2 separate regions of the Zea mays genome follow, and region 2 is linked to region 1. A link is a contact called in public Hi-C data. All regions are on one chromosome and are shown on one strand. The core of a region is the stretch at or near the end of the contact, and the rest is flanking DNA. Distances in the headings are between cores, read along the strand shown.

Evidence for each region. Hi-C and Micro-C count contacts between places; a contact is called where the count stands out from the background.
Region 2: a Hi-C map of ear shows a contact between it and region 1, with 4 times the contacts expected there. The contact joins the promoter of LOC103652212 here to the promoter of LOC100280988 in region 1. A contact is called at or near these places in 6 of 25 Hi-C or Micro-C datasets (ear, leaf, root tip and 2 more).

Annotation. Positions count from the first base shown.
Region 1 is chr3:138,850,413-138,857,698 of Zm-B73-REFERENCE-NAM-5.0, reverse strand. It overlaps LOC100280988 (glucuronoxylan 4-O-methyltransferase 1), which reads right to left and starts at 1,273. Exons shown (of 1, transcript XM_034059758.2): 1 at 1-1,273. The coding sequence starts at 933. The coding sequence ends at 37.
Region 2 is chr3:139,019,216-139,026,709 of Zm-B73-REFERENCE-NAM-5.0, reverse strand. LOC103652212 (putative disease resistance RPP13-like protein 1) reads right to left here and starts at 5,672. Exons shown (of 3, transcript XM_020550318.1): 1 at 4,624-5,672; 2 at 660-4,470; 3 at 1-269. The coding sequence starts at 4,442. The coding sequence ends at 213.

The sequences.
Region 1 (7,286 bases), core at 24-2,523:
ACCGTGGGATCCAAACCAAAGCAGAACAAACTCTTGTCAAGGGCAGAATGGCGTGCCGTCCTTGTCGCGGTGTGACGGGATGACGAAGTGCCTGATCCGTCCGACCTGTTCGGCGAGGTAGCCCTCGCACAGGAACGCCCTGGAGAAGGCGTCCTCGACGGGGCGGTCGACGTCGTGGACGAAGACGTGGGTGGGGCCGGCCCCTGGCCTGCGCGCGCGCGCCGCCATGCCGGCGGTGTAGATGGCGCCCATGCGGCCGGGCGCCCGGGGCGTCCACCCCGTGGGCGCGTCCACCATGACGAGGTCCCAGTCGAGGCCGGCGAAGACGGGCGGGAGGCCCCGGAGCGCGAGGCGGCAGGACGCGGCGGCGGCCGCCGCGAGGTCGGGCTGCGCGACGCAGGCCGGGTGGGCGCGGAGCCCTAGCAGCGCGTCGGCGTCGGCCAGCGCCGTGTCGTAGGCCACGTGGTGGGACTCCAGCGCCGGGTGCCTGCCCCGCACGCTGCCGATCCACGCCGCGTCCTCCTCCAGGAACACGGTCCGCCCCCCGTGGTTCAGCGCCGCCCACATGGGGCTGTCGAGGCCCAGACCGAACACCAGGAAGTTGCAGGGCGCGCGCCGCTGCAGCACGCGCAGCGCCACCCCGATCTCCTCCGCCGTCTGCTGCGGCGTCGCGTTGGACGTGGCGTAGTGCACCAGCGCCTCCGCCACGGGCAGCGGCAGCGGATGCGGCTGCGGCTCCGACGAGTATGAGTACGAGGGCGATGCCGGGACAGGCGACGTGACCAGGGTGCGCGCGGCGAAGACGAGGAGGAAGCCGGCGAGCGCGGCGGCGAGGAGCAGGCGCAGCGCCACGCCGGCCTTGCCCTGCTGCGCGAGCCTGGCTCGCAGGGAGGCCAGGTGGATGGCCTTGCGGGCGTGCGTGGGGCTGGACATGGCTCTCCTCCTCCGCCTTGCTGGCCCTCTGAGAGATCGAGGTAATCTACTGTTGCGGCTGGGTGGTGTCGTGACGGCGGGGGCGATGGCGCAAGTGAGGTGAAGTGAACTAGTGAAGTGAGGAGAGGCAAATTAGCAAACTTAGGATGAGTGGAGGATTGGAGTGGAGGAGGTGGACTCTCAGCTAGTATGCCTCTCTAATGTACCTGTACGTGGCGTTGGTTGGTCTGGAGACCTGGAGTAACAACACAACCTCCTTTGATTTGTCAAACACCAACCAATGCAGATCTTATGCTTGCAATGAAAGTTGAATCAGATGAGATTTGTCACAAAACGCATGATTTCAGTTTCAGTTCAGCCGGGCGTGTTTGGTCGCACGCCGTACGTACCCTGGCACGCCGCCACAACAGACGACGGCCACAGGAAAAAAAAAAGAACCAGCGCTGTTCGGTTTGAAGGGGGGAAAAATAACAGAACTACGGCAGCCACAACGTTTTTTTTCCTGCCGCAGCTTCGGCGGTGCATGCTATTTTGAGTTTGATCCGAGTTTTCGTTCTGTTTACCAGAACTTGGCTTTTTGTATTTTTATTATATTTCGAATCGAAACCCAGTTAGAATCGGACCGAAGTCCGTTTCCTGGTGAGTAGTAGTAGTAGCGAAGAAGAGCACGGTCGTCGCATCGCGTGCAGCCTTGTGTTGTGTGTATAACAAAAAAAAAAAACGCACACGCACGGTTAATGCACACATATACCAAAGCAAAAGCCTAAAAATAATAAAAAAAATAAAGTAGGCTCGTGATCGATTTTTGCTGTGTCGACTAAAATGGTCGTCAGCAAGCAACGCGGCACTGACTACCAAAAAGAAAATATCGAGGCCGAGGTTAGACAAATGGAATCGAGGCTGTTTTGACTCCCGACACAAGTACTGTACTAGTGCTCCTAAGATACTCGTCTGCCGTAGACATTGCTGGGTCTCGATTACAGATGTCAATGGGGATCCGATACCCGTCAATCCGTGGGGAATTCCCCTATTAGGGTACAGGTATGAGACAAAAATTGTATCCATGGATATGGATATGGGACAAAATCTCCACCCATTGGGTAAACGGGTATGGGTTTGGGAAGCAATAATCCGAACCCGATTACCCATGGGTATTTTATACGTGTACACCTGTCGTGTTTGTATGAATGAGTTGAGGCTGAGCCGGCCACCAAGCCTAGCACGGCAGCGCACCAGGCCATAGGTCCTAGCCCAATAAGGCAACTAGCAGACTAGCAAAAAACAAAACTCTAAAATAACCAGTCATATGCTACGCCCTGCCCAGACGACGATGACGACCATGGATTCTCGGGCGGCAACGAACTCAGATGGTGACCAAAGAAGGTGAGCAAACTCCATTTCTCCATTTCTTCTATCGGTCCCGAAGTACTTATTTCTTTTTTGATGGATGGATGAATAAATCATGGTTCATGGATGAGTGCTTGACGATATGGTGATGTCTGAAATCTAGATTGTTTGTGCTACCTATTAGTACCTAGTTATCCATTAATTGGGGGTGAGGACCCATTGGGGACCCGAAACCCGAATGGGGATGGGTATGGGATGAGTTTTGCACCCATGATGGGTATGAGGATGAGTATGTGGATGGATCAAACATGTTGGGGATGAGTATGTGATGCTATAACCCGATGGGGAATTCCCCATTGACATCTCTAGTCTCGATCCAAGGTAGGGTTGGACGACTCGACTCGACTCGTTTATAATTTGTAACAAGTTGAGCTTATATTTTAACTCGTTACGATAACGAGCCAGCTCGAGCTGGCTCGCGAGCCAAATAAGTTGGAGTAGTTAGTCAAATCACAATAATCTTCGATCCAAAATAGTTAATCTTGTTCTTTGTTGAGTGTGGAATCTTAAGTTGCAAACTCTATTCTTTTTTCTAAATAGATCTCCTTCTCTTTTTTTTGCTACATGTTTTTATATCCGTTCGTAGACATTAGACATGTTATTATCGATCTGGCTCACAAACTAAACGAGTTAGCTCGAGTTGGCAAACGAGTCGAGTCGAGCCGAGCTAGCTTTTTAGCTCATTAACATAACGAGTCGAGTCAGCTCGTTATCTTAATGAGCCAGCTCGATATCCACCCTTAATCCGAGGCACCCCAACCACCCAACACAAAAAAAAAATCCCCGCCGCTAGTAGCTGTGAGCCTGTAAATGGTTCCTGTCCGATCAACCCCCCCCCCCCCCCCCCCCCAGTTTATATTTTTCCCTCGGGATCTGTGTTCCAATGACCGATGGACACATCAAGAAGCAAGAATCAAAACGCATGCAAGATGCAAGTCGCGCGATGCACCGACGCGCGCTCACTTGCTTTGTGGCGCTTCTCCACGGTCGACGACGGCCCATATATATGCAATATATACTCATGTTATATACTGCGGTAGTGTGTGTGATGTACGCGCAACGCAAGCGTTCGTATAGCAATCTGTTATATACTGCAGAGCCTTGAATATATATATATATATATATTAAAATATTTTTTTTGCGGTCTTAAGTTAAATTACTGTAGCTTTGGCCGAATTGGTAGATGGGGGCACCAAGTTTTTACAGCAAATTAGTGTCACTAAGTACACTATAAATGACAAGTGGAATAAAATGTTGTCTCTCTATATCTATTTGTTTTATGTTATTATCCTACCAATCAATCAATAGTCAAACATTAATACCATTTTTATTTATATTAAATGATGAGTTTCTGTTAGTATTTTCGTTTTCATTCATTTTCGTAAATTTGTTTATCTTTCTACCGTTTCTGTTTCCGTTTCCGATGATAAAATGCAGATATGAAAATGGAATAGGGTTTTTTTCTGTCGATTTCGGTCCGGTCCCGATGATAAAACGCATGCACAGCACATACCTCCACTGCAACCGACCAGCAAGGCCTTTTATTTACGAGTTCATTGTTAAGGTGTGGGAGGGTCGTCGTCACAATAATAATGGTCGCCGCCGGCGCGCCGATCCAAATCCACCGTCCAGAGCGCGGCGCACCTGCTGCACATGGCACGCCGCGCAGTCTCTCACCAGCTCCGGCGACGCGTGTGCACGCGCGCGCGGCGGCAGCCATGATTGGCCGCCGGCCGCGGACTGCATTATTGGCCGGAGCTGTTCCTACTTACTAGCTCCGGGCTCTAACCTCCAGCGTATGGATAGTTTAGACGACGATCACCGCAGGCGCTCCGGCAAAGAATCTCTCTGTCACCCTCATGGATCTGTGGCCTACGCGTGGCAAAGAACCTCTGCTTTTGCCACGCCGGAGCCGGATTAAAGGCCAAAAAAGTTTGCTTAGGCCACATGGTGAGCTAGTGAGTGTAATAAGCTGGGTGAAGGTGCGATCTAGCCAATCCAATCCAATCAAATGTACGGCACCATGATTTGACAAAGGAAACTCCATTGTTGATTATTGAAGAATCTGTCTGTCTGGGTCACTTCCACGCGTCCGATATCGGCTCTGTTTGGACTTTTTTTTTTAGCTTCTTTCCACCAAAAGCTGTTGCAGCCTCCTAAACGCCCTTTTCAGACTGTTTATATAAAAACCGCTTTGTAAAAATCGTCCGAAATCAACGTGAACACAAAATCGGCCGAGTCGTTTAATAGTAGAAATCTATTGCTTTCTAGATTCTAAACCATTTGAACCATTTAATTTTTCTCTGTATATAATTCCCACGATATTCAGATTTTTTTAGCTAGACACCCGGATTATCAGAAAAAGTTAAGCCATGAGGCCATCGAGCCGGGGCAATGTTTGCAATGTTAGGCTTCGTTATTTCGGCACGCATAAACGTTTCTGACTCTTTCGAAACTGCAAAACGGGCCGGGCCAAACGTTTCTTGTTTCTATGTCTGGCAAGGCCACACGCCAGATGGCAAAGTTTCAGGTAACGTATTGGAGATTTGGAGCTCAATTTACTTTTGTGTCCTACATACTTTTAATGATATAGTATTTTTAATTTTTTAGGCATTATTTTATGGCACCTTGTCAGAGATGCTCTCAGAAAGCTAAACCAAATAACCGTGAGTTGTGTGTTGGTTGGCATGGAACAGCAAAAAAGAAATATCTATTGGTCTTTTAGGAAAACACGGAAGGTAAGCTTTGTGCACAAAATATGTTGGCGTTTGCTAGTTATGAGAAGACAAGTAATAATAATATTATTAAACTAGATATTCTGGTCTACTACATCCTCTAAATTACACGTGAAGCCTACGACCAAATGCCAGTGTAATGGTAACTATGCATATGACAATGAGTTAATACATTTGTAATTAGAGACACTTGGTACGAAAGCTTAGGGTTGTACAGTACATGTCTTAGCAGTATGTGTGTCTTAGTTCAGATATAGCTTCTACTTGAAGTGTTAGGGCATTAAAAAAAACTTGACTCTGTCATCCAACATCCTAGCTTAGGCCAAAGAACTGTCGTCAGCCCACATCCTCACGAAGGCCGACAATCAGGCCCACTCCATGAGACAGAACCTCCGCGGTCCGCTCGGCCCTTGCCAGCCCGCGCGACCAAATATAAAGTGGATGGACACCGCGGCGCCTCGTTCAGCCTTCGTGTGGCCTGCTGTCACCGTGTCACATTCGCCTCACGGGAGGCCCATGCGAAGGCGCGCGCGAAGCTCTACGGATGTAAAAAAATGAACAACTCCAGGAGACTATATATCCTTTAATTGATATATATATATATATATATATATATATATATATATATATATATATATATATATATATATATATATATATATATATATATATACAAAAAATACTACCCCGTTCTCGAATTTTGTTCGTCCGCTAGAATTACAATATATTTGTATACATATCACATAAAAAGCACTATATATTTTTATACAATGACAATATAAAGATGGTAATTGGTAAATGATGGATGAACAATGACACAATCACACAACAACATCACAAGTCACAGATTTTACGGGGAGGGGGAGGCTATGGTGGTATTGCCTATTGAACTTGAGTTATTGAACTCGAGTGAGTAAGAGATAGCCGATGCATTTTGTTTGGTTGATTTAGTGTAGGTTACGATGTGGGGGTTATTTGGTTGGGATGGTTTTTACAAAGTTTAAACTGATATATAGATATAGATATGTATTTGTATTGCTCTGCGTTCTAACACAAACACACGGCAAGCTACAGCAGCTGCTTCCACATGGTCGTCTCTGATGGAAATGAAGAAGGGGAATTAAGCAGCGGCTCATCATTATAATACATACATACATATATCAATCATCATTGTGCGGCCTAGCTGCTACACGTGGCGTGAGTGATCGATGCTAGAGCTAGCTGGTGCTTATATATGTTGCAGCGGGCGGCCAGTAGTAGCTAGCTGCTACTGCTAGGAGCTGCAGTGCACGAGATATGGATGATGATGATGATGAGCCCCCACATGCACCCGGTCCACCATGCATGTCATACATGCAGCTAGCTAGGTGCGTAGTAGTAGTAGTGGTGGTTGATTGCAGTGCAGCTGGGCAGCTGGCTGCACATCCATCGGAGAAGAAAAGCGAGCGGATGCGTAGCACCGAAGTGGGGTTCTGGTTCGGGCAAGGCTTGTGGCGCGGGATCAGGTGCTGCCCTCCCAAACTCGGCAACTCGACGTCGACCGCCCATTGGCCCAGTGCCTGCTGGCTGGCCCATACTGTACCACACCATCTGGCCCTGCCTCTCTCTGCCCACCTTTACCTTATCAGTTTCTCCAAAACAAATCATGGATCACTTTGAGTTTGTAACCAATCAAAAATAAATCATGGATCGAGAGATGATGTTTGAGACAATAAATTAATTAACACAGCTACCTTTTAGTTTTTTCTTTACCCCCTTTCGTCTCAAAATAAATCGATTTTCTGGAGTTGTTCTAGCTAGGTCAAGTTATGATTATGAAGTTTGACCAAACTTGTAGAGAAGAGCAAACTGCATGCTCAAACTTATGATGTATATAATTTTCGAACGGATGGATGGACGTGCAGGCAAAGAGGCATACGCGTTTCGGTTACGCCAGTTACACTGTCGAAGAAGATGAAAAGGCCGGTGTTGTCGAAACCGATGCCGAGTACGAGCGAGTTGATTGACGGTGGGCGATGAGGATGCAAATCGGATCATTGATCAGGGAAAAAAACCCACAACAACAGATCTTGTGTAAACAACTGGATGTTCATAGCTTTGCCCCTCATCTATTATCCTCGGTCAAAACGACACAGAGGGAGACAAGCATCGGATCCGGGTGGCCCGTGGCCTCGTGACATGAGGCATTCGTACAACAGTAGAGGAGCAGCG
Region 2 (7,494 bases), core at 4,423-6,922, 160 kb before region 1:
TATTTAAATAAAACAAAGGAATAGCTACAACCTCAATATGCTATCGTGCACAATCTAGTAAACACATTAGCAAGAAGAATATAGTAAAGAGTGTAAAGTACCAGAGCTATCGTATAAGAAGAATCTAGTAAACACATTAGCAAGAACAACAATAGTTACCCCATATTTGAATTACACGGAGTGGATCAAGCTTATAATTCAATGGTTATTGGTTACTTCATATATTGTCTCTTCACTGCACTCTTTTCCATACATGAAGCAATAACCACCTATATAAGTTTATGTTCAGGCATTAGATAATAGGTAGTAAAATAAGCAATGGAAAATAGAGTACTTAAGGTAAAAACTGCAGCCTAGGAAATTCCTCACGAGTCCACTCTAAAGCATAGGTAAATCACAGCCAGATAATATTACCTTCCAAGATATTTGTTTATCCTTCAGAAAGACAAACGAAGCTTAGATACCATTCTAAAGCATAGGTAAATCACAGGCCTTTTTTTAGTTTTAAATCTCTCTACATACATGGCATAGAACAACGGATAATTGAAAACTCAGCATTCTATTGGTAAAGCAATTGTGTATGCGGGTCAGAGAGGTGCATAAATACCATGAAAAGTATGAGGAGAAGAGTGGACAGTCTTGGCAGCAGCTATGTGCACCTTGGGAACTGTGGAGATCTTTCTCCATTCAGGGTTGTCCTTCACTCTAATCTGGGTCACCAGCTCTGGACAGCAGCCTATGACATGGAGCCATTGTAGGGAGGAGGGCATGTCTGGAAGTGATGTAAGTTTCCCAGCTCCTGACAACAAGAAGAAGTTGAGCGCTCTCAGGGCTCGCATACTTGGTGGCAGAGACTCCAATGAACTGGCACATAACACCTTTAGTGACTGCAGTTCTTTGTGGTTCTGTAGAAGCCATTGCTCTGGCAAGCTCACCATCTGTGTCCCGCCTCCAATTACCAATCCTTTGGTGTGGCAAAGTCTACTGAGAGGTTCAATGTTCAATACACATGGGAGATCAACTTCAAGATAGTCGATCTGCAAGGAATTAACAGGCAACACCATATTCTCTTCTTCTATAACATCATCATCATAATTAGCAGGACCAGACGCAGCACCACCCAGTACAGGTGGAGCTGCAAGCTTACTGCAGGAGCTAATCTTCAGTGTAACAAGGGAACAAAGGGAACTGAGTCCACCAAATGACGAAAGATTCTCACACCCAATTACCTCCAAGAACTTCAGCGACTTGAGACTCTTGAACACATCAGCTGACGGAAGGGATAGAAGGCCGGGGCAATTTTCTAGTACCAGCTCTGAAAGGTTAACGAGACCATGTAGTGACTTAATAAGAAAATGCACTAGATCACCACACTGCTTGATTATAAGATTCTTTAGTGATGGTGACAGGTTCTTGCCTTCAGTTTCGCTTGATGCCCTCAGCTTAGGGCAATTTATGATGCTGAGCTCTCTAAGGTTTCTCATTTCATCGAACAGGGGAGCAGATTCCAGTTCTTTACAGTCACTAATGTGTAGGACATGGATTGTTCTGATGTAGTGTATTTGCAACAGAGGGCTTCCTTTAGGTAAGGTCAGACTTTCACATTCTTCAACACTGACAAACTGCATTTTAGATGGCCTGCTTTCGATACTCTCACCATGTATATTGCCTATACTTGGGAATTCGGTCAACCCAACCCTACATATTTCCAAATGAACCAAGCAGGGTGGTAGGATAGGGATCTGCTTCAGTTCTTTGCAATGTCTTATAATCAATGTGTCAAGATGTGGAGGAAGGTATGAACCAATACAGCTAATGTTGGAAAGTTGAGATGGTTGACCAATCTGTTGTAGGCTAGGAAGGCACTCCAACAAAAGTTTCTTAAGACATTCTAATTCTCCGAGTGAAGGCAGCTGTTCCCAATACATGCATCTTGCTAACTCAAGTGACACCAGGTTCTTCACATGGAGATTTTCAATCCAAATAGGAGGCCTTGCACCACAATAACCAGAAATATTCAGGTTTCGAATGTGGGCATGTGGCTCAAGATGATCAAGAATCAAATCATCTTTCCCATTTTTCGCATCAGCACGTGCTGACCACATGAGAGATAGAGAGTTGAGATATGGTTTTTCTTTTAACTTGGCATTATCAGCTTCTTCAAGACTTTCAACATTCTCAATGCTGAAAACATCTAGTTCGCGAAGAGCACCCAGGTTCTTGATATCACTTATTTTGTTACCTTCACCTCCCTGTACCCGATAGTTGTGCAGCTCCTGAAGTGAAGTGAGTCTACCAATTGGAAACTCACCAATTCTACGCGACCCATAATTTACATATCGCAGATGATCAATGTTCCCCAAACACATCACTTGCCTTAGTTCCTCCCCACAATCATTCAAACAATCAACTAGCTGTAAGTGATGAAGTTTAACAAGCCCACGCATTCCCTCAAGTGATATCCTATGCAGATAGACATAACGAAGATGCTTTAAATCAGCAAGTTTAGGAAGATGGAATGTGTTCTCCAGATTTGATCGCAGTAGACGCAAGGATTTTGATTTTTGTATAACATTCTCAACCATGACTGCCATATCGTTGTCAATCAAACCTGGACCATCAATAATAGCAGTGCGCAGATTCTTAAAACGTGTGATTTTCTTGACCTCTTCAGCAGAAAACTTGTCAACACAAGCAATACGCAAGTGTCGAATATTTTCACTCTCATTTTCCAACATGACGGGATCAATTAATGTTGAGCATTCGCCAGCAGAAACATATTGTGCCAGTTCATGCATCAGGTCATGCATGACGTAATATTCTTCTCTTCTCTGACTATACTGAAGTACCTTGAATTTCATTTCAAAGAATGACTTCCTAGTTAACTCAGCCAAGATCTGATACCCAATATTCTCAATCCTTCTTGGTTTGTTTCCATGTTGTGATATCAATCCTGAACCCATCCACATCAACACTAAATCTTTCTTTTTAAATTCATAGTTCTGCGGAAATATGCTGCAATATCGAAAGCAAATCTGGACCTGTGCCGGTAGGCAATAATAGCTTAATCTCAAAGTTTCCATTACATAATCTTCACTTCCATTAAAATGTACAAGGCCTTCTTGTAAGAAATCGGTCCAGCTGTCAGGATCCATATTGCACTGCAAATAACCGCTGACAACCTTTGTTACCAAGGGACATCCTCCAAGTTGTTTTACAAGATGTTCACCTATGGGTTTTAAATTTTCAAAATCTTGTGGATTCCTACCAGAATATACATGATGATTGAATAATTTAAGATTTTCATCTTCTTGCAGCCCTTCTAATTCCAGGTATTCTCTTTCAACCCCCATGGCATTTGCAGCCATATCTGCTACTGACTGCATTCTGGTTGTTACTAAAATTTTGCTCCCACTCTTTGCTTTCCTTAGTGGAGCGAATACATTTTCCCATTCCTTTTTATTCTCATCTTCCCAGACATCATCCAAAATAAGGAAAAACTTTACAGACCTGAGTTCTTGTTTGAGCATCTGCTGAAGCGTCTCTAAATGATCTGCACAAGGTTTTACCCCTGTGACGGATTCCAGCAGTTTACTTGTCACGGAAGTTGCACTAAATCTAGTAGAAACATGGACCCATATAACCTTGAAATCATTGACAACTTCAGCCTCTTCACATACATATTGAGCTAATGTAGTCTTCCCCATTCCACCATGGCCAACTAACGAGAGAATAGGAACATGGTGAGTACTCCTCACAATTTCAGATGCTTCCACTGGCGCCTCAATCAGCCATTGCACAATCTTTTGTTTCTCCTCTTCTCGTCCAACAAAGTAAGGTTCAGTTAATGTTGAACCAGTGTCATGATCCTTGATCACAAAATTCACCTGCCTTTTACTACCTGAACCAATGTCTTTGAGATGTTGTGTGACTGTGAGGATAGCCACAATTTCGGTGGCTGCCTTTTCTAATCCCTCCAAGACTTTCCTCAGCCTCTTGAGTGTGCCACGGTGAGTAAATTCTTTCACAGTCTTACCCATGACACCAGCATGTTTAACGGACTTGACAAACTTATGCTTCAGTTTAGCAGAAGAGGAGCCCCAGTCACTGACCTTATGATCCTTTGCCTTCTCTCTAAGCTCATCGTAGTGAAGCTCATCTATAACATCCTCTGCCTCCTCAACTGCATCCCTGAACTGCCACAGCCAAAGATCAAGGGCAGAGCTTTGTTCCTTGATGTATTCAGGGTCAACGATATCAAATACAACCTGGACCTTCTTCACTGACTGCAGCACCCTACCCTTGACATCTTCCAAGCCATCAGCCTTCCAGTAGTCAGTCAGGCAGGTGAAAGCTTTGTTGATCCAAAAGGAGATGGTTGCATTTGCCACCGAGCTCCCGGCCAACTTCCCAGCGAACATGATTGTGGCGGCGGCGGCCATGACTTTGTGCTTTTGTGAGGGAAGATATCTGAGGAGAGATCAAAGCATATGAGAGTTTTGCATGTCCAGAAGAAGCACTGCAGATGTGAGACTCAACCCCATTGTTTGATGAAGAAATTGTTAAACACCAGAATGACAGAGATAATCTTCACCTATTTGACGGGTGGCTTCAAGGATTTACCTGCTCACTGAAACTCAGATGCGCAAACTTCGAAACAAGGTAGATCTGGCAGGGTGCACAGTCTGGATACTTGGAGCAATGGCACATGTTCTATCTGCTACGTTCTTAAGTTGTCATGATGGTGACTGAACTAAATACAACACTTTCGTGGAAACTTCAAGGTTGATTTCCCCGAAAGAGAAGTCAATGGTAAGCATCAAAGTATGCCAATAGTTAGATCAGATGTAGACAGCACAGCCACCTTTGCATTTTACAATAGCTACTTGCAGTACTCCGTTGCTGAATGGACTGATTCTGACCGCAGATTTGTATGTATTATAGCTGAAACTTTGACTTGTCTCAGAGGGGAGATTTCCCTATGATAAATAGAAAGTCCACTTGAAGTTTGACTTTGCAAACTCCTTGTATGACAAATGGTGCTCAGAGTTTTAAGGACACAATGTCGTTATTTGGAATTTTAATAATTTATAAGAATTCAAAATACTACGTTCATACTAACCCCTACTATAGTCTAGACTCTAGAGCCCTAGAGGGCTAGGTGTTCATTCTTCTAACTTCTGTAATAAGAGAACTTGCTAAAGAGAGATGGCCAGTGCTTGCAGCAATGTAATTTCTGATCTATTGCAAGACTTTCAACAATTTGTCATTTAAAAAAAATACAGTACTGCTTCCGAGTTATGAATGTACACGAAACGCACCCAAATTACTCTTGCTGCTGGAGATTTCCTCGGGAACTTTTTAGCTATTTGGTAAGAAAACTGCATCACAATTTTCACCGCTGCTGATGGCATTTGTATCAAGATGAGGTGGGGGCAAGAATAAACGGAGACGTACGTATCGTTTCCCACTTTCCACTGTTACAATGCACTGTGCGACGCGCCTCCGTTGCCTCCTCCTAGCGGGGCTCGTCTGCTGGCGGCGATGGATCCAGCAGGCGGCCGTCGCTCGCCGTAGAACTCGAACAGTGGCCCATGGGAGCCTCAGCCTCGGAGGAGTCGACCAGTCGTGGCCTCGTGGGAGTTCTGGAGCCAATGACCGTCGGACCCACCAGTGCCGGCTTAAGCACAACACTTCAATCAATTTATCCTCTGATTTCTCATCCACCTCTCAGGCTCCTTTCTAAGTTAGAACGCATTAATTTCGCAGGAAGAATGTTATAGGAATTTCACATGAATTAGTTTATAAATATAGAGAAAATATAGAATTCAAGAAATTTTCCTTTACTTCAAAGGAGTCCTCGCTCTCTCATACTCCCACTAGCCAAACACATAAATATTCAATTAAATGTTAACGCACAATAATTATATAAAAACAAATCTAACAAACTTTTTGCCAACAATCAATACAAAACTAAACTCGTAATCTAGAACGCCTCATCTCTCTCTCTCTCTCAGCTATTCAACCACACATCACCAGCGGCGCTTGTCTATAGAGAAGGTAAAAGTGGTGCCACGACTGTCACGTTTACCTTCTAGATGTCCTTTATGACAGTGCAGAAGAATTTGGGTGAGCGAGACAGGGACGGGAAAATAGATGTGAAGTTTTGGGTTAATATAAGCGCTCGTGGTTGATTACGTATACAAGAGATCAGGTTGGTTGCACATGTTTTTTATAAAGGAATAATTTATTAATAACTTTAAGCATATTGCATCGAGGAGATACAAGCCCTTAAAATTTATTGTGGTCTCTGCTTAAGAAGCATATAGCTTTAAAACTAATAAAATTGATAAAATTATGTACAAATAGAAATTTGAACCGTGGTTGTTGACTCTAAACCTACATTCACACATACCTAGCCAACAAAATGTGCATGTCTTTGTTTTATATTCTATACTTATAAATGAAAATTGTAGCAACGTATGGGCACTTTGCTAGTCTAGAATTATGGCACTATAATTTAGATTTACACATAATTAGTTGCAAAGATAGACTTGATTTGGTTTATATAAAGATAGAAAGGTGTAACAACTAAATCAAGTCTTTCATGTTTTTATATTTGTAAATCGGGGCAATAGTTTATTCTATAAATAATAGACAATGGCTTAAGCACAACACTTCAATCAATTTATCCTCTGATTTATCTCATCCACCTCTTCTATAATAAGTCTCTACACCCACCATCAATCCTCTCACTAGCCAAGTTATTTCTGAGAAGCTAAACAAAAGCAATCCTGCTCTCAAAATGCAAGTGCATATAGTCATGCAAGAAGTTAGCTAAAGACTACCTCACCAATAGCGCAGCAACCTTGGTGCCCGTCGCCAAGGTCAAAGGAGACAATGGCAAGAAGATAGATGTCCCTAACTCAGCATTCTAGGTGTGGTCTACAACAGACTAGGTTCTCAAGTTTCTGCTTTCATCTAGACCAAAATGTCATCTCCCAGGTCACGGTGTGTTAGATTATCACAGAAACCTAGAAGGTTGTAGAAGGAAACTACACCACGACAAAAAAGGGTGTGCTCCATCAATTCAAAGATTGTCCTCACTACTACGTACTAAGAATGTAATCTCTCTATCACCGAATACATCGGCAAGAAGCACTCCTTGGGAAATGAGCTGCCATCTGCTGACAAGTCGATCGACAACAATGAATTAATCTCCTATGTCTTCACTAGCTTTGACTATAGAACAACTCAATCATCACCACCCTCATCGCAAAGGATGAGCTCACCATCGGTGAGGTGTATTTATAACTGCTCGGCTTTGAGCAATACATGAAATTGATATCCCTATCTCTACTATATTTAAGAGGAAAAATCTTCATGCATAGCATCCTCTCTGCCCGTGCAGGGTTCCACCACCAAAAAATAGACACACGATAAAAATTATGTTCCATATGACAAATATGTAAGGGTGGTTACCATATTCTATGA